2 separate regions of the Triticum aestivum genome follow, and region 1 is linked to region 2. The links are chromatin contacts, called in public Hi-C maps. All regions are on one chromosome and are shown on one strand. Each heading gives the region's core, a stretch centred on a gene start, on an enhancer-like site or on the middle of the called end of the contact. The rest is flanking DNA. Distances are from core to core; before and after follow the strand shown. Region 1 holds the start of LOC123168866 (UPF0301 protein Plut_0637). Region 2 holds the start of LOC123164782 (serine/threonine-protein phosphatase PP1).

The links. A called contact is a pair of places that touch in the nucleus more often than the background predicts.
Region 1: a contact with region 2 is called in a Hi-C map of leaf, with 3 times the contacts expected there. The contact joins the promoter of LOC123168866 here to the promoter of LOC123164782 in region 2. A contact is called at or near these places in 2 of 5 Hi-C or Micro-C datasets (both in leaf).

The regions. Positions count from the first base shown.
Region 1 is chr7D:79,886,772-79,890,686 of IWGSC CS RefSeq v2.1, reverse strand. It overlaps LOC123168866 (UPF0301 protein Plut_0637), which reads right to left and starts at 2,569. Exons shown (of 2, transcript XM_044586728.1): 1 at 2,217-2,569; 2 at 1,075-2,133. The coding sequence starts at 2,304. The coding sequence ends at 1,364.
Region 2 is chr7D:79,749,243-79,752,943 of IWGSC CS RefSeq v2.1, reverse strand. It overlaps LOC123164782 (serine/threonine-protein phosphatase PP1), which reads left to right and starts at 2,167. Exons shown (of 3, transcript XM_044582352.1): 1 at 2,167-2,544. The coding sequence starts at 2,367.

The DNA.
Region 1 (3,915 bases), core at 1,320-3,819, 140 kb before region 2:
TCACATTGAGCTCATTATGATGATGCATTACCGAGTGGGCCCAGAGATACCTCTCCGTTATACGGAGTGACAAATCCCAGTCTCGATCCGTGCCAACCCAACAGACACTTTCGGAGATACCTGTAGTGCATCTTTATAGCCACCCAGTTACGTTGTGACGTTTGGTACACCCAAAGCATTCCTACGGTATCCGGGAGTTGCACGATCTCATGGTCTAAGGAAATGATACTTGACATTAGAAAAGCTTTAGCAAACGAACTACACGATCTAGTGCTATGCTTAGGATTGGGTCTTGTCCATCACATCATTCTCCTAATGATGTGATCCCGTTATCAATGACATCCAATGTCCATGGTCAGGAAACCGTAACCATCTATTGATCAACGAGCTAGTCAACTAGAGGCTCACTAGGGACATGTTATGGTCTATGTGTTCACACATGTATTACGATTTTCGGATAACACAATTATAGCATGAACAATAAACAATTATCATGAACAAGGAAATATAATAATAACCATTTTATTATTGCCTCTAGGGCATATTTCCAACATCATGTCCCAGCGCGCGCAGCTAGGGTCTATGCCCATCAGATCTAGGAGAAAGTACAAAAGGTAGCGCTGCCACTGCCGACGGCCACACGGCGGTAAACTGGTCCCACCACAAGGAATCTAACCATCTGAGCTACGCTCGGCTCTCCCTCTTTATTCCTTATAGTATGTCTCCATGTTAAGTGACACTTTCAAGCTCTAAATGGTAATGGTTGACAATGCATGCCATAGTCCACCTCAGAAAATTATGCAAAATACAAGGTGTTTTTATTCTGTTGATACTCTCTCCATTTTAAAACACATTGCATATTAGCTTTGTCTTACGTCAAATTTATAAAACAGATAAAATATATTTTATGATGGATCTAATGATATTGTTATGGTACTGTAGATGTTGATGCATTTTCCCCATAAATTTGGTCAAAATTTAGAGGGACAATTTTCTCAAGAATTAACTGCGAAAGAAATGTTTTAGTCAAAATCTACAAAATGGAATTGGCCGGAGACAAGATTGTATGCAGTATATTATGAAATACTCTCTTCTTTTTAAAATAAGTGCCGCTGACCTAGTACAACTTTAGTATAAAATAGTACTAAGTACACTTATCTTAAAACGGAGGGAGTACGTGGAGTAATTTACACTTCTGAGGAGAAAGTTCGAGCTTTAATCTCAGTATATGAACACGTAATGTAAGTATAAAATTATAGGGAAATTAATTATATTGTGAAGCATTTTTCACAACAAATATAATGTACAATTTCTACCTAGCAAGTAGTAGTAGTATATGCTGCCTTGCAGCAGTATCAATTAGTCACCACACCCTCCTCTTTCCGACGAGCTGCTGCACCTCCTCCCACAGCCCGCCCCCGATGCCGGTGAGCCCGAGAACGGCGGGGCTGCAGGCGGCGACACGCCACAGCCCAGCGCGCACCTCGTCGCGCAGCTGCTCCCGCTCCCACCCGCAGAACCCGTCGAAGAAGCGGAAGTCCCGCACGCCGGCGACCCCGCGCTTGACCAGCTCCGCCGCGCACCCGACGCTCTCCCGCGTGCCGTAGTGCACGCCCGGCATCACCTCCTCGAACAGCCCCGTTCGGCCCACCACGTCGTCGGCGGCACTGGCGCCCTCCCGCGGCCCAAGCAGGAAGAAGCACTCCTCCAGCGGCCCGCCGAAGAAGAGCGGGCGGCCGGAGAAGGTGCCGGCGATGTCCGCCTCCTCCGCGAAGAGGGACTGCGCCTCCTTGATGGACATGAGCGACGGCCGGTTCAGGATCACGCCGACGGGGCCGAGCACCCCGGCCGACAGCAGGAGGATCACGGTGCGCTCGAAGATGTGCGACCCGTCCAGCTTCCCCGTCGCGATCAGGAGGCACCCCTTCTCAGGCTCCACCAGCGGGTGCGCCCACTTGTCCGCGATCTTCGCCGCCGGCGCCCACGACGCCCTGAGGGCCGGGTTGACGCTCTTCGCGTACTGCTCCTTGAGGACGAGCTGCGCCCTGAACGAGCGCCAGTCGACGGCGTCCCCTGACGGCGCCGCCCAGTCCTCGGGCTCAGACGACGACGACCGCCCGTTGTTGCTGCAGCCTGGAAGCAAGCGAGGAAACCAAAAGTGAGCAAGAACTCGACGTACTGCACGCACGGGCGGAGCTAGCGAGAGATCCACTCACAGGTGACGGAGGACGAGCTGGCGCGCCTGTGGTTGAAGAGAAGGTGGAGCCTGGGCTTGGCGATTCCGGCCGGCGACGGGAGGGCCATGCTTTTGCTTTTCGAAGCTTTTTGTGCGATCCGATCACTGGTAGTGACAGGATGCGGGGGAGATCGCGGCTAAATAGGAGAATGGGATGGCCATGGCCGGAGCTTCTGCTCCACAGGTTTCCAGGGCCCCGATCCGAAGCGGATATAGCTGGCTCTTGCCAGTGCTCTTTCTCTGGTGACCTGGGCCAATGGCGACGCGAGGAGTGGAGTGACACGGCGTGGCCGACGCCGACGTGTGGGTGGTCCAGCCGCCGTTTGTGGCCACGGCTCGGCGCGGGAGGGCTGGGGATAAGAAGAGGACGGCAGCGGGGCGGCTAGCTACTTGCTGCGTGATGGGCGTGGTGCATGGGGTTGAGCTCAGCATCGACTAGTCGTCGAGTCGACCTGTGGGAGTATTGTCTTCGCCGAGCCTCGTGGGGAGGGAAGGGATGTGTGTGTGTGGCTGCCCAGCTCTGGACCAAGAGAATTTATTAAAACTATTGAAAGGAACCATTTTAATAATAATAATTATTGTTAGAATATATGAGAATGAACACAACAACGAAGGATGGCTGGCATTTATCAGCACGATCGACAAAGGATCAAGTAAGATGATCTGCGCACATGGTGTCTTTGATGGTGAAATTCTTAATCTTTTAAGTAATGAAAGCGTCATCTTTAATGAAACCAGTATCACAATTCGACCCTGACTTAATTAGGTACCGAGAAGAAAAACATAAAATGTGAGCATTCATTGCGGTATAATGTTCGCAAGGATTATATCCTTATACCTTAGACTGAATGCAACCGCTTTTGCTCTTTACAACGAACATGGCGATCTAGAAGCGAAAGTGTTGTTCTGATCTGAAGCTCATGTGAGCTCAGGTGAACAGTACAATAAAATAAAGAATAAACTAGGTTTTTTTGCGCCAAACATTGACAAATGTTTTGATTGGTTGCAAAGATGACAACATGGGAAAAAAATTGTTAGATAGACTAAGCACAGTCGAGCTATGGAAGAAGAGAACAAAAGTGGCGTGTGGTGCAATTATGCAAGTCAACTTTTGGTATGAAGCATTGAAGCAATATGATGACATTTATTCTGGTTTGTAAATGGCTCTGGTTGGTTATAGTGTATTAAGATTGCTCATAGTGGAAGTAACTTCAACAGTAACATAAGGTTTGCTTAAGTGACAATGATTTAATGAGGAGAGAGATAATTTGAGTAATACAGCTAGTTACTCATATTATGAGTAACATCGCACATACCAAGAGAAGATGAGTCTACAAGCTAATAAATAAAGTGTTGCATGACACCACACATATGTTACTCCCCACTATGGAGGTAGTAACATATGCACATTACTAGTCTAAGTTACTTCCCACTATGAGTAGTCTTAGACTAGCCACAGTGGGAGTAATTTCAGCAGTAACATCGAGTCCAACTCAGCAAATTTGCTTATGTGACAATGAGTTAATGAGGAGAGAGGTAGTTTGAGTAACTTAGCTAGTTACTGTAACATCACATGTCCCGATGCAATATGAGTCTATAACCTAATAAATGAAGCTTTGCATGACACCACACTTATGTCATTACCCACTATGAAGGTAGTAACATAGTCTAGGGATATG
Region 2 (3,701 bases), core at 918-3,417:
GTGGTATTGCCTATCTCCTCCTTCTCGAAGCTTGTTTCTATTATCTCACCAAAACACCTAGAGAAGAATTATCATTAATAATTGTTATTCTTCTTGTACTTTCCCCAAAGATTGGAGTATACCTATAATCAAAGAACAAAGGAGTTGCTCAATCAAGTATCTTCCAAGCCCAATTCGTACCAACAATGTTCAATGGCTTTGCACCTCTGAAATTGGTCACAGCCATCTTCAATCACCTCATGGCAGAAGAACACAACACACATCATTAGTACTATGATATGGGGGCTACAGATCTTAAAGTTACATGTAGCCAAATTTATGGCATAAAAAGCTGAACCAATCATCTCCACTTCCGGATTACAACTCTGGTGTGTACGAATCTCACCTCTGCCTACTAAAAAGTCATTGAAATCATGGTACTGGTAGCAGAAAAAATGCATTCTCTTCTCGATCGCACTAAGCCTATGACTAACTCTACTGGTTGATAGCAACCACTGATATTGGGCTAACAAAATCTTGTCCCAAGCAATCCATTGAACTTGTATAGAGAAGATCCGCCGTTTTAGGGACGCTGCTGGCAGGGAAACTAATTCATAATTCAGTTTGCATGCATTTACCAAGAGTGAACTATTTAGCAGACGACCATTCCCAGTAACGCTGCTTACAGATAAGCTAAAGCAAATTAATTATTCAGACAAATCAGTCATGATCGGTATTTATTTTGGTTAATTCCAATTAGTGCCAAAAAAATGAATCTTCAGAAAAATATATGCAGGTTACGTTTATCACACCAGAAAGAGTGCGAGACTGTTATGGATCCGGTTGTGCTCGGAACGTCGGTGATCTGGTTGCCGCCGAGCACATACCTCTCCTCCTCCTCGACATCTGTCGCCGCCTCTACTGCCATGACATTGGGCCTGGTCATACCTCCCCTGTACTCTCTTAGTCCTTTATGCTCTCTCACGTTGTAAACACAGCAGCAACATCTCGGACCAAAGCAGAGGAGAAATATAATAAAAGCAGTGGCCTATACCTGGTGGTTGGGGGCCTGATGGATGCAGAACTGGGAGGATGGATCTCGCGGCTCGCGGGTGGATGGACTGGGCGGCGATGGTGGCCACCGGCTCGATGCAGCGGCACACGGTGTGACGGAGTGCCATCCTTGGACCTGGCTCGGCGGCGGACGCTTTCAGCCCGTGCGGCCTGGGCTACGACGTGTACCTTGCGAAGGGCACTGAGAAACGGCGCCGCGGCGCACGAGGAAAGGAAGGTGGGGGCTGCTCCGGTTGGGGCTCGACACTAGCGACCAGCCTGGATCTGAGAGAGAAGGGGCCGTGTATGAGGAGATGAGTGGATGGCGGCACCCAACCGTGGCCTGCGGCAGGGCCTTGACCGGCGTGATGGAAGCGTCCTTTGGGAGGTCGAGAATCGATGGAGGCGGTGGCGACTGTCTAGGATGAGCGGCGCGCGTGCGGAGAGAGGGCTACGGCGTGGGTGGGATAGGCAGAAAAGGAGGTGGGTTCAGTTGGAAAAAAATCAAGGAACTTGTCCTTCAATCACGAAGGGACGTGCGTTCGTGGGTTGTGTTTATTTTTTATTTTTGGTTTGTTTCCTCGAGCGAGGATGAGAATTGTCGGTACAAAGGATGCGGGAGGTGGGATCGAAGGAGGTCGAACCGAACCATCATGACGTTCGATCCTTCTTTAATACTCCCTCCGTTCCATAATGTAGTGCCTATAGATTTTCTGAGAAGTCAAACTTTGCAAACTTTGATCAAGTTTGTAGAGAAAAATATTTATATCTACAATAGCAAAAATATATAATGTGAAACTACATCTTATGATGAATCTAGTGATATATGTTTCACACTTTAGATGTAAATATTTTTCTCCACAAACTTGGTCAAAGTTTATGAGGTTTGACTTTTCAAAAAATTTATAGGCACTACATTATGGGACGGAGGGAGTAGTAGATCGAAGGGACATTTCAAAATTTGTTACTCCTAGCTCTCTAGATGACGAGGACAGGCCGTGCCGACCGGGCTCTAGCCCTAGAGCCAGTCCAAGTCAGTGACACGCCCGGCCCTGACTGCCGCCCTCCGCGGCTTCGGTTTCCAAACCACGCAACAATAATATCTCGACCCACCCCCACCCCACCCCCCGCTCTCGCCTCTCTACGCGTTTTCTTTCCGTTGCCCCCTCCCTCCCTCCCTCCCCTCTCCACCCGTCGGCTCGGGCGGAACCAAATAGGCACGCACGGCTAGGGTTTATCCAGCCGCCCGCCGCCGCCGCCCCGCCCGCCCGCCGCTTCCCGCGGCCGCCCGACCAGGGCTTACTCTCCCCTACCCACCACCGAGGCGCCGGGCCATGGACGCGGCGGCGCTCGACGACGTGATCCGGCGACTCCTGGAGGCGCGCGGCGGGCGGACGGTGCGCCCCGCGCAGCTCTCCGACGCGGAGATCCGCCGCCTCTGCGCCGCCGCCAAGGACGTCTTCCTCAGCCAGCCCAACCTCCTCGAGCTCGAGGCCCCCATCAAAGTCTGCGGTAAGGCGCCCCCCTTCCTGCCTAACCTGTTCCCCCCCCGCGTGCGTCAATAGCTTTCCGCTCCGCCGTAGGCCGCCTTGCGCCGTGCCATGTGCGGCTGCTTCGTGCGTGGCGACCCGCGCCTCTGGATGCTTTCGAATTCGGCCTGCCCGTGATGGCTCTTCTTTGCTAAGTTAATTTAGGCGTCCCCGTGGTCTGAAGCCGCTGCTTTTAGTTTTGCTTGGTGGTATAGGAATTCCTGCTACCTTCTGGTGAAAGGAAGTTCTATTGGGTTCGCTGTTCTAGTATAGCATCTTGGATTGAACAGATGTTCTCTCCGGGGAGGCTGAGCGAGCTGTCTGTACGATTCATCTTCCTCTCATGTTTTTCGTTGACCTGCTGATGAATTCGTCGGTCTTGAGAGAAGCGTGGCAGAGCTTCTGGAGTTTGATTCTGAATGTCAAACCTCAAATCGCTTTCTGGTCTTCATTTCTTTATTATATATAAAAAACGGTGCTAACTGCTAAAGCTCTTCGTGGCGACATGTTTCTTTTACCAATACAGTACTACTATATTAGCACTTAACGACTGTCTTGTTCATACTATTAGAGAAGTGAACAGATTAAGCTATGGCTTTCCCCAACAGAAAATAAACACGGCAGTTGAGCAACGTGTATCCCTTCACTTGAAAGCCCATGAAACTTTCTGTAGCAGCAGTGCAGCACACTTTATCTAATCTTGACAAGTTGACTTGTTTTGAGTCCTATGAATTGTTTCTACGGATTCTGGGTTTTTAAAAGGGGAGAGTGAGACCCTGTTCATTCATTTTTCCTCAGCCAGCATGCACGGAACATACATGAATGCCTCAGAATGCATGTTTTACCCCATAATCTCAGTTGCAGTGTGATACTTGTCAGCCACACACACATGGATCCATTCCAGATTATGAAACTGCTGCTGCAGTGGGGATGGTACTGGAGTCCACAGATTCCAAGCTGGAGCAGATAATCTGTTTGCACCAAATTGCAAAATCCAGATTGTGTTCGTTTATTTCGGGTATTTGCAGCTGAGCTGAATGTAGTTTTGTTAAGTGGGCATAGTTTCTTGTAACATTTCGAATTGGCTTCCTCTAGTATATGATTGGTATTTAATTATTTATATGTCCAGCTGAAGGTATA